Linked DNA regions of Oryctolagus cuniculus: region 2 is linked to region 1. A link is a contact called in public Hi-C data. All regions are on one chromosome and are shown on one strand. The core of a region is the stretch at or near the end of the contact, and the rest is flanking DNA. Distances in the headings are between cores, read along the strand shown.

What was found. A called contact is a pair of places that touch in the nucleus more often than the background predicts.
Region 2: a Hi-C map of psoas muscle shows a contact between it and region 1, with 6 times the contacts expected there. The contact joins two enhancer-like sites. A contact is called at or near these places in 5 of 6 Hi-C or Micro-C datasets (ear pinna, embryonic fibroblasts, psoas muscle and 2 more).

Annotation. Positions count from the first base shown.
Region 1 is chr4:132,198,689-132,204,818 of mOryCun1.1, forward strand. No RefSeq gene overlaps it. Among named protein-coding and RNA genes, the nearest start is that of TM4SF18, 30 kb to the left of the region's middle. Within about 2 kb of position 2,858, at least 1 of the 8 cell types and tissues checked has an H3K27ac peak or open chromatin away from gene starts, as enhancers often do.
Region 2 is chr4:132,517,760-132,523,889 of mOryCun1.1, forward strand. The region is part of intron 2 of LOC103350414 (a long non-coding RNA gene); the gene reads left to right. Among named protein-coding and RNA genes, the nearest start is that of GYG1, 35 kb to the left of the region's middle. Within about 2 kb of position 2,717, at least 6 of the 8 cell types and tissues checked have an H3K27ac peak or open chromatin away from gene starts, as enhancers often do.

The DNA.
Region 1 (6,130 bases), core at 1,608-4,107:
TTAACTTCCTTCACATTTTCTGTAGCATCTGAGTTGTATCATTCCAAATTAGGCCCCAAAGCTTCTTCTAGTTTTAATTTAACTCTTTTCTCTTTTCAGTCGAAATGTATTAAAGTGCACTTCATCTCCCTCTTCCTCTGGCTGGTTATTTTCACAGAGTTTCAGTCCCAAATATATCAACAAGAAGGTCAAGATAGGAATGAACATGCTTATAAAAAATAGGGTTTGTATTTTTAGTATACTGACACCATTTCAAATAATCATTGAAAACCCATCCTGGGTGGGATTTTTAGGTCCAATATTTAAGGAAAAGACTGGAGACCTCATTTATTTACAAGTAAAAAAAAAGCTGTGCCTCAGCACTGTGTTTGGCCTGGGAGTGAAGATGTCTGTGTCCCACATCAGGGTGACAGCGTTCACCACCTGCTCCGCTCCTGACTCCAGCTTCCTGCTAAGGCGCACCCTGGGAGGCAGCAGGGATGACTCCAGTACTTGGGGGCCGAGCCGCGCATGTGAATGTAAGACCTGGATTGAGTTCCTGGCCCTCAACTGGGGCCTCTAGTCCAAAGCCATTGCAGGCATTTAGGGAGTGAATCAGTGATTGGGAGTGCTCTCTTTCTCCCTCTCTGCAGCAAATAAATATTTTAAAAACTAAAGATTTGAAAAAGAAATCACACTTCTATAGCCTACAGTTTACATCTTCACAGAGTCGCCTACACTGAAGAAAGTGAAGGTAGTCAGATCCGCAGGCTTCACTCTCCTGAGCGTCTGTTTATGGGCAAGAGAAGGGGCACAGGGCATCAGGAGTGGTGAGGGCGTCATGACCACATGATCACTGTGAGTGGGGCAGGGAGGGTAATTCAGGGTGGATACAGACTCTTACATCCGATGTCCTCAATGTTTATACCCAAGATAGTCGCTTTTCATTTTCTCATCTTGAATGACTGTTTCTCATCTTGTGCAATTTCTAGGAATGAAAACCCACTTTGCTCTCACTTACAGAACTAAGTTTTGCTTTTGTAGGAGATGCCTGTGAGCTAAACGTTAGGCTGGCCAAAATCCTGTTCTGCCTCAATCTCATTTCCATTTCAAAGTAGATGAGGATCACCCTCTTGGAAAACATCTGTGTCAAGAGAAATCACCACTTTCTAAACAGACCCTATCCAGTCCCGGCTGCAAGACAGTGATAGAGACGAGAAGGGAAGAGAAGGCCAACAAATAAAATTTTGTTGTGGTTTCGGGAGACAACAGGAAAGCTAGGAAAGGAGAGCCTGGGTTTGTCTGTGGGAGATCATAGCTTTTTTTCTTCCAACATTTGACAGATAATTTTCTAAAGGACTGGCATAATTCTTTAGTCCAATTTGACAAGGGAACCACCTGTAGGAGGGGTGCGTCTTTCAGCAGAGGCTCTGCGAGCATACAGGGTGATGGAAATAGTGTATTGATCCCATCCATCCATCATGATCACTTTGCCATATTATATGACCATCTTTCAATGATGAATCTCCTTTAAAATATTACTTATTATAGACATATAATGGGGCAACATATGTGTCAATTAGAGTTGACACTCCAGAAGAACAGAACTCACTGATGGCCTCAGGAAAGCATGAGGAGGAATCTAGGAATTGGCCTTGAGTTAATCCTCTGCACTGAGATGCAGAAGGAAGTGGATCAGGTCCAGAGGTTGCCCCCTCTCTAGGCAGGAAGAGGGAAGAGCAGGCAGCCACTCATGGGCTGTAAATTTCTTCCTGTTCAATGTGGAGCAGAGGATCCAAGATACCGAGCGAATGGGAGGTTGCTCATGTTCCCAAGTCTTTGATCGCATGAAGGAATTGCGTCCATATTCAGCAGTTTCCCAGCCACAAGGGATAGGGATCTGAGGCAAAATTCTCACCAGAGAAAAAGAAAGGGGAGCAAGGTCCCAACTTCAGAGCTGAGACAACAGCTCAGGGTAGCCTAAGCTGTGCTCTGACATGCTCCCCCATGATGCCCTGTGTCTGCATGTGACTGACAGTGAATATGAGTCTGCATATGAAGGGCAACTGAGGAGCCCAGAGGTGCCCCTGGACCTCAGGTCTAGGCACATGGCAGGTACACAGTAACTGTTAGTTAAATTCATCAGTGAGATGGTGATTGCCTATCATCAGTATGCTACCTGGCTCGTTCCAATTTAAAAACTGGCGAAGCTGAGCATTCAGGTGGAAGCCAACTGAGGGGGATTTAGGAAGGCAGAAGGCAGGGAAGAGGCAGGAAGAAATGCACACTCTGTTTTAAAAATGCAAATCAGCATGCATTCATGCTTTAATGAAGAAAGTGTGAGTCTCATTCAAAACCGTGTTGTCGGATTGGTACTGTAACCACGGGGCAGAGTATATTGTCTAGGTGCTGTGTACCCTTCGAACTCCAACTTACAAAAGGAAAATGATTATGCGGCATTAGGGATCAGTATACTTATGTGTGGTTTATGGACGGAAGCCAGGGCAATGCCCAGTGACAGCAACTGCCTGACAAGGACTTTCCACTCCCATGTAGACCCTGTGGCTTCAAGCCCTATCGGACCAATTCAGAGTTGTAAAAGAGGCAACATTTTAAACATCTCATTGTAGTACTCGAATCTACAAGAATGTGTGGGCTCTCCCCTGCTCTCCTAGGGAATTTTGCCATCAAAGGGGTTCCATTTTCCTGACTTGTTAGGAATGGCAACTTGCTATCTGAACTCTGAGCACTGGATGGCGATCGTGAGTACAGCCCTCAGTCCAATAAATAATGTGTTTTGTCGCTAGATGGTAGTCAAACCCAGTCAAGTTTGCTTTAGCCACTCGCACAAAATCACAGCCCGTATCTTCAGGGTGGAAGGAGATAGGAAATGAGAGGCATTTTGCTGTTCTTTGCAAGCTGCTTTCTGTGGGGGTGTAAGATATTACTCATGTTTATGTGTTGAGTTGAATTCATTAGAATCACTACCTTATTTTACAGGGAAAATAATTATCACAAGGAGGAAGTTTCACTGATATGTTTGTAACTTGCAAGAGAATATTCAGGTTTTTTTTTTTTTTAATATTTATTTATTTGAAAGTCAGAGTTACACAGAGAGAGGAGAGGCAGAGAGAGTGGTCTTCCATCCAATGGTTCACTCCCCAATTGGCCACAACAGCCGGAGCTGCGCTGATCCAAAGCCAGGAGCCAGGAGCTTCTTCCTGGTCTCCCACGCAGGTGCAGGGGCCCAAGGACTTGAGCCATCTTCTACTGCTTTCCCAGGCACATTAGCAGAGAGCTGGATCGGAAGTGGAGCAGCCAGGTCTTGAACCAGGGCCCATGTGGGATGCCGGTGCTTCAGGCTAGGACATAAACCCACTGCGCCACAGCGCTGGCCCTAAAACAAACAATTCTTTATAATAAATATTTTTAAAAGCTTACCTTTATAATTTCATTTTCTACAAACTTTTAAAAATGATTTTTTTTTATTTGAAAGGCACAGTGACAGAGAAAGGGAGACAGACAAAAATCTTCCATCTACCGGTTCACTCCCCCAAATGACTATAACAGCAGGGGCTGGGCCAGGCTGAAGCCAGAAGTCAAGAACTCCATCTGGGTCTTCCACATGAGTAGCAGGGTCCCAAGTACTTGAATGATCTGCTGCTTTCCCAGGAGTATTAGCAGGGAGCTGGAACAGCTGGGACATGAATCAACACTTGGATATGGGATGCCAGGGTCACAGGTGGTGTGTTAACCCACTGTACCACAATGCTGTCCCCTTTAATAAATATTTTAATAATTTAAGTTTCATGGCCGGCGCCGCAGCTCACTAGGCTAATCCTCCACCTTGTGGCACCGGCACACCGGGTTCTAGTCCCGGTCAGGGCGCCAGATTCTGTCCCGGTTGCCCCTCTTCCAGGCCAGCTCTCTTCTGTGGCCAGGGAGTGCAGTGGAGGATGGCCCAAGTACTTGGGCCCTGCACCCGCATGGGAGACCAGGATAAGTACCTGGCTCCTGCCATCGGATCAGCATGGTGCACCGGCCGGAGCGGCCATTGGAGGGTGAACCAACGGAAAAGGAAGACCTTTCTCTCTGTCTCTCTCTCTCACTGTCCACTCTGCCTGTCAAATAAATAAATAAATAAATAGTTTAAGTTTCATATCACAAATATACATAGTGTCAAGGTTAAATATTAGGCTAATTGGGTAAAACTTTTAAGACCAACTTTTGAAGAGCTTGTTGCCCTGTTCAAACTCGCCAGGAACTCAAATGCATGATGATAAGATATAGAATAAGTATATATTTAACTTAAATTTTAGGATTTCTAGTTTATTTCTAATATTTCTTCCTTTTCTCATTAGAGCAATGGGATAATTTAAGGCTTTGCATTCGCGAAGGCATGTATGTGAAGTGCTACCAATAGTTTCTCATGGGACCGGCACTGTGGCGTAGCAGGTAAGGCCTCCGCCCACAGTGCCAGAATCTCATACGGGCACTGGTTCAAGGCCCAGCTGCTTCACTTCCAATCCAGCTCTCCGCTATGACCTGGGAAAGCAATGGAAGATGGCCCAAGTCCTTGGGCCCTTGCACCAGCGTGGGAGACCCTAAGGAGGCTCTTGGCTCCTGGCTTCGGATTGGCACAGCTCCAGCCATTGCTGCTATTTGGGGAGTGAACCAGCAGATGGAAGACCTCTCTCTCTCTCTCTCTCTCTCTCTCTCTACCTCTCCTTCTCTCATTGTGTAAATCTGACTTTCAAGTAAAATAAATAAATCTTTAAAAAAATAGTTCCTCATTTACAGTTATTCTGACTTACGCTCCATAGTTTCAATAGAAGACTGATAGAAAGTATTTGGAGCTGATAATAATTGTATGCTATATTTATATATACTACATAGATTACATTACATTGATATTATAATAACTTTATTCCCAAATTCCAAGGCACTTTTCACTTTTATTCAATCCAAGTTAATCAAAGTGATCTTGTCAGTTCCAGGTCGATTGTTTCCATCTGTGCACTGACGAGTCTAAGCTCTGTAACTTTGGTCCCACCTTCTCTACAGATGGCAGGCCTGACACTTTTTGTCTCTGCTTGATGTTCCATTGCTCCTAAGTCTCATCATACTCCAAAGCTCATCATCTGCTCCAGCCCTGAATCCCCTCTCCCTTCCATGTCCCCTGCTTTAGGGAAGGGACCCTCATCCTCTGGCTAGCCACTGGAGACACAACCCTGGGTTTTATTCTTGATTCCCCTCCCTCATGCCCAGTAAACACTCGACCAATCAAGTCCTGCCCATTGTGCTTCCTACACCTCATTTCATCTTCTCCCTTCTCAGGCCCCCAGAGGAAGGAGGAAGGCAGGCAAAGGTGGGAGAAGTTGACTGCTATGTACAGCAGCCAACTGGAGCAGCCCACGAGAGCTAGTAGTTAAATAAGCCAGCTGATAAATCATTGACAGCTTCAAATTGATCCCAGTGGGAATGTTTACACCAGAATAATTGGCACATAAATCAGATTTTGTGTGCATTTATTTTTGGAGAGCTGATTTAAGAACACAGTTAGTCCAACCCAATCCTACCACCACCCCAGTTCCCCCACAGGAGACAAACCACAGTGACCAATTTGATGCAATTATAAGCTCTTTTACTAAGCTCTTTCACACAATATATTACACAATAAAAATACATATCTATGTATCATGTTTTGTTTAAATAAGCAGATCACAAGGCACTTAATGTTTGTGCAAGCTTTTATCTTATTGAAATCTTGAAGTTTTTTTCCATGACATTCACTATGCATCTAAGTCTTTTTTTTTTTTTTTTTTTGACAGGCAGAGTGGACAGTGAGAGAGAGTGACAGAGAGAAAGGTCTTCCTTTTACCGTTGGTTCACCCTCCAATGGCCGCCACGGCCGGTGCGCTGCGGCCGGTGCACCACGCTGATCCGATGACAGGAGCCAGGTACTTATCCTGGTCTCCCATGCGGGTGCAGGGCCCAAGCACTTGGGCCATCCTCCACTGCCTTCCCAGACCACAGCAGAGAGCTGGCCTGGAAGAGGAGCAACTGAGACTAGAACCTGCGCCCCAACTGGCACTAGAATCCCTGGAGTACCGGCGCTGCAGGCGGAGGATTAGCCTAGTGAGCCGCGGCG
Region 2 (6,130 bases), core at 1,467-3,966, 320 kb after region 1:
AGCTCCAGGCTGGATGGAGTTCTAGAGACAAAAGCTCATCCTTGCTCTTCCTTCAACTTAGAGGATTAAGAAAATGCGACCTTAGGGTGGCCATGGGGACAAGCCCACTGTCCCGGGAGGGTGGCTCACTGCTGTGACTCTGCACATCTGGAGGAAGAGGCTGTCTGTCTGTCCATTTATCTATGCTGTCTGCCCTCCTCATGGTCTGCAGGAAACTTAGCATTCTTGGCATGTGACCTGGGGGAACATGGCTGTTTATAGCTATCTGTCCTTGAACCTGGTACCTGTGTGCTTCCTGGCTGAAGTGATCTCCAGGTAAATAAAGACAGTTACTGCCATCAGCCCTCTTCTGTACATGAAAGTATTTCTTCTAGCATGTGGCTCACTCATCATGAACCACCTTTCCATAGGGGGCAGATAATGAATGCAAAAAGGACTGTTTCCCTGGGAAAGAGTATCCAAATACAAACGTCTTCACAAATGCCTCTGTTAGGGAAGGCACCGTCCAGACCCGCAGGCTGCATTTGGAGCCTGTTTCTGTTTGCTCTGTTCTCAGTGGGGGGCACAGCTCATTACTGTCCCAGGCAAGAGCCTTTCATAAACTTGCAAACCACTGCTGGCCAACCCTGCAACCTTCCCTCCTGCAAAGTGGGTTGCCAGGCTCCTCTCGCCTGCCCTGAGCTTTGTGTTTCAGACCCCTCATCTCTTTCCTGGCTTTCTTCTGAGCTGACTCCAGTTCCGCTCACCCCCATTACCTGCAGCCCGCAGAACCAGAGCCGGTGCTGGGCCAGGGCCTGCCCCGGTCTGTGCAGGGGAGATGGGAATGGAGGAGGGTGTGGAAACAGTGGTGACTTTTCAGTAGATGCACAGGGACTGGGAAGACAGGCGGGGTAGGCGGGTTATAGGTAACAGGAGTCAGGAGTTTTGCCCCCACCTCAGCATCCTCACCTCAGCGTTTCTGACAGTGGTGCCTAATGGGAGAACCATTTGCCCAAGCACTTGGCTCTCGGTCCAGTTGTCCTACAGGAGCTCAAAACCTACCACTGTCCAATCCCAGACCGAATCCTGCCTGTGGATAGGATTTGCTTTGCTCACACAGTTAAAAATATCTCTTTATTCATCTCTGACATTTTAGGATGACAGTTTTTTTTTTTTCTTCCTAAGAATCATCCAGATTTCCAGCTTCTTTTAAATTCTGAAGGTTTGGAAACAGCATGGACGATGTACTGGGGCTGGGTGGTGGCTCCCTGTTCCCTAGTCCCACCTTGCCCACTGGTATGGGCTGAACCCATTCCTGTGTTCCCTTGCAGCCCAGTAATAACAGATGGAAGCTCTAACCCCTGCGGCCCCCAACGTGACTGAGATCCCTGCTCTGCGTGCTTGGGAGTTCACGGAATGCATACCCACTTCCTACAATTTGTGTTCCTGCAGAGAAAGTCAAATAGAGAAATAATTCACAACACAGGGCATCCGAGAAAAGATGCACAAACAGAGGACAGAGGACTTGTCAGGGGCTGGGATGGGAGGGAGAGCAGAGAAGTCTCCCCTGGGAGGAGGGAGCGCGTCAGATGGAGTCCGAGAGATGAGGCGGATTTCCACAGGTGGTGATAGAATGAAGGGCAGAAGCACTCAGGCATGCAAGCTGGTGTGTTACCAGGTGTGCATGGAGCTCAGGGCGCCGTGCAGGTGGGCAGCTCGCGACAGGCAGCGAGGCCACAGCGGGAAGAGCGTCTGCCCGCGAGCTCCGAGCGCCAGGCCAGAGGAGTTGGTTTCATTGCGGGGAGAATGAGGAGAACTTGAAGGGCTGCAGGAGGAAGCTGCGTGGATGAAAGGTGTGTTGTCACTGACTAACCAGGCAAGTATTCTTTATCTGATGTGCCAGATACTGCCGATACAGTGTCGGAAGTGAACCAACAGAAATAGCTGGTCAGCTGTGACATCAGTCAGTGATGAGTGCAGTGAGAAACAATACGGCAGAGGAAGGAGATAGAGTGTGAGTGTGGTGGGTGCTGGTGGAGCGGGTCAGGGGAGGCATGATATTTGCTCATAAGCTTGAATGAGAGTGAGAGAGTGAATCACTTGAGTCTGATCATTCCAGACTCAGGAATCAGCAAGTGCAAAGGCCCTGAGGCAGCACCGTCACATCCACAGAACAATGCAGAAGCTTCTGTGGTTGGAGTAAGTCATAGGAAGAACTGTGGGTGGTGATGTGGAAGAATTCAAGGGTCAGGTCTTTTTGCAGGAAGAGAACTCTAGTTCAGCGCGAAGGCCTGATCAGGGACCAGGACAAGCTCAGGGGAAACAGTAGGAGCCTGTGGAGTGAGGAGGGCCTTAGCCGGGAGCAATTACAGAATCATACACAGGCTAAGAAAAAGGTACATTTTGGGTTAGTACACAATGTCCCCAAACAGCACTGGCCTTGGGGAAGGCCGGGCTTTGAGGACAGGATGACAGGGGGTACCTCCCTCCCGATCTCTGGTGCCTTTGCCATCGTGTGCACTGTCACCCTCGGAGGAGGAGGAGACCCAAAGTCCCACCTCCCCCGGAGTGCAGACCCTCAGCCTGGAACTGTCCGGGAGCCGGGCGAAGGCAAGGCCTGGCGCCAACGCCTGTCCGTCCCCAGGGGCGCCGGGAGAGCCCTTCCTCTAAGGCTCACAGCACTGGCCCGGAATGTTGGAGGCCGCTGGCAAACAGCCCGGAGCTCTGGCCTGGTGCAGCTCTGGGAGCAATGACGTGTTGAAGCAAGTGGAAGAAGCCGAGGGGAAAGGCAGTGCAGGGGGAGGGGCGGGTCGGCCGTGCAGAGCGTTCCCGGGCCGGGCCGTGTTCCTGGGAAGGCTGCGGTGAGGAGGTGGCGAGCAGCGCTCCGAGAACCACGCACGGCTCGGCTCCCCGAGGGAGCGCGGGCCTCGCCGTGGCATTCTTCTGCACTCGTTTTTCACCCGCGGTGTTCTCCTTTCCCTTCTTACTTGGCCAGCAAAGTGAGCTCCTTAGGAAAGAATCCCGTGCTGCCTCTCTGTTGGCCAGGTTGAAGGGGTAACGTTCCAAAGACACCGCTTGTCAATATCCGTGGCGAGAGCGCCCTCTTCTGGCCACTCTTCCTTTTCTTCAGCTGCCATTTTCCCCGACAAGGCTGGTTGCAGACTTAGCTGGCAAAGGAAAAAAGCCAAACGCATCGCTGAAGAGAAATTGCTTTACCCAAGATTGATAGACCCTTCATCCACAGTTCTAATCCTCGCTTGGCTGTGGACTCTTGAGTCTCCGGACCCAGCCTTTCTTTAAATTGACGCTTGGTCTCTTACTTATCCAGCAAAAAGGCCAAAATGGCGGAGTTCAGAGCTTGCAGAGGTCACTGCTACCACTCAGCGGGTCACTTTCTTGCCTTGGCTGCTATGCTCTTGAAAAGCTGACACAGTGTGCTGAATGGCTGAAGGCCGAGCAATCTCTCAGGCCCTTCAGGGTCCCTACGGAGTAAGAAAGAGCCCACGCCTGATGAGCCCGGAGTGTGGTGGAAAGATGGATGAGTAAACTCAAAATAACACAGGGGAACAAGAACAGGTGGTAACGATGGGGAGGGGGCGTCCCTGGTCTTGGAGGGTATGCAACCGATGTCTTTGGGCCTTCACACCCACGCGTGAAAACAGCGAATGCCTCCCCAGCCCAGATTATTCCTCCTGATGCTCCGCTCTCCATGTGCTAGAGCCCACGGGTCAAACCTTGATGGATGTAAGATATTCCTGTTATAAACTCACAAAATGATTTTAGCTTTAAAAGGGACAAAAAAGTCTATTAATTTGCTCTGATTTTTTTTCCTTCAGTGTCAAGGGGAAATTTTTCTTTTATGACATGAGCATTTTGAGAAACTGAATCTCTACCCTCAGCTAATTAAAATTGCTTTTAGTTGCAGTATATCAATGCATAATGAAAAAGGTTATGGATGGGTTCTTTTAGAAATTATAGCATTGGAAGAGACAATTTTCTTGCAAGACAAGGGAGAACCATATTTAATGAGACCCTTCACAGATCACTTTTGTTTTAAAGAAAGAGACACATGTTATTTATTTGAAAGGCAGAGTATTAGAGAGACACGGAGAGACACAGAGAGAAAGACCCCTGATCAGCTGGTTCACTCCTCAAATGGCCACAACATCTGGGGTTGTGCCAGGCCGAAGCTAGGAGCCTGGGATTCCGTCTGGGTCTCTCACATGGGCGGGCCACAAGCACTTGGGCCATCTTCTGCTTTCCCAGGCACATTCACAGGGAGCTGAACTGGAAGCAAAGCAGATAGGACTCAGACCAGCACTCATACAGGATGCTGGCATGGCAGGTGACACCTCCACCCACTGCACCACAACAGTGGTGCCACAGATCATTCTTCACAAGGAGGGGCCTCACCCCTCCTTCAGGCTCTTATGATATTTGTCCATGGGTGCTACCAATAGCCTGGTGTATATGGAGCTGTGAATGTTACTCACTGTCCAGTGACCTTTAACCTTTGTGTTAGAACATTTGTTTAATGTATTTTTTTTTGCGTTTTTTTCTATGCTCTGATCTTTTGCATGAGAAAAGCTTTAGTTAAAATCAGGAGGAAAAGATGGATGGCAGTGGAGAAAGAACGCTTGGTGAGTTGTGCGAGCCTTCCCATGCCCTTCTCTTAAGCTACAAATCCAGATCAAATACATTGTGAGCTTTTGGAGGCTACTTCTCAGCAGTCACCTATGGTGTTGCTTTTTCATTTTGTTTATTTTAAAGCAGTTTTTAATTGCATGGGAGTCCATTGGCATCTGTGTGACTCCGGTTATCTTTTCCATTTCTTTTTTTCAACGTTGGCTTTAACTCTCTGTGGTGCACTAAAGGAAGTGTCTCTTTCCTTCATGGTGGGATGTCAAACCTTCCTTGCCAGCTGGGATTCCTTTAACCTTTGTTTCTCACACTACGCTGTGTTCAAGAATGTCTGCTAAACCCAGGCCAGACGAGGTTTCATTGGGAAATGAAAGGCTGCGACAGCACCCACCTCTGCTTGGCTGCCTGTGGACTCACCAGCGCCCAGGCTCTCCGTGGTGGCCACCAGCAGCCTCTTTATGGTTTGGGTATGCCTTGCTTGTGTCCCTCATAGGCTCATGAGTTGGGAGTTTGGTGCTGAGAGGTGCTGGGACCTTTAGGAGGGGGGCTAATGGGGCCCCTTCCATCATTGGGGGCATCTGCCCCAGAAGAGAAGCTCGCCAGGAACTCCTGAGCCCAACCCCTGAATTGCTCTCTGGCTTACTGTTCTTTCATTTTTCTTTCTTTCTTTTTTTAAGATTTATTATTTATTTTTAAAGAGTTACAGAGAGAGAGAAAGAGACAGAGACAGACAGACAGAGATCTTCCACCCATTGGTTCACTCCCCAGGCAGCTGCAAGGCCTGGGGCTGGGCCAGGCTAAAGTCAGGAGCCAGGAGTTTCCTCTGGCTCTCCCACAAGGGTGGCAGGGGCCCAAGCACTTGGGCCATCCTCTACTGCTTTTCCCAGGCCAGTTGGAGGGAGCTGGATTGGAAGTGGTTCAGCCAGGACTCAAACTGGCACCCATATGGGATACCACCCATTGCAGATGGCAGCTTTACTCGCTACACCACAATGCCAGAGTCTCTGGCTTCCTACTTTGAGATGTGATCTCTTCCTCCCACACAAGCTCTCACCATTGAGACAACCTCTGCCATCAGGTCCTGACCAGAATCAGAACCGCTGGGGCCATTTGATCTTGGACTCTGAGCCTCCAAAACCCTGAACTAAACAGACTTCTTTTCTTCATCCATAGTCCATTCAGGTATTTCATTACAGTAATGAAACATGGAGTAATATGAGCCCCTTGGAAAAGTGGCCACAAAATCCTTAGATTGTCCCGAGAAACACTGTCTTGCAGATTTGTCAGAAACTCAGACTTGAAGGTGACTTGGAAGAATGCAGAGGCTTAATGTTGTTTTGAACTCGCTCCATTCTTGGCTGGGCTCCATGACCAACTCTGGCTGGAGGCGCGAGGGCTGTGCGTGCTTACAGATGGGAGGCGACTGAGACTTTCAGTTCCATTTCCATTTTTTGTTAGGAGCACAGCTGGTAAATCAAGGATTTAAGTTCAAAATGATGGTAAGGGCCCT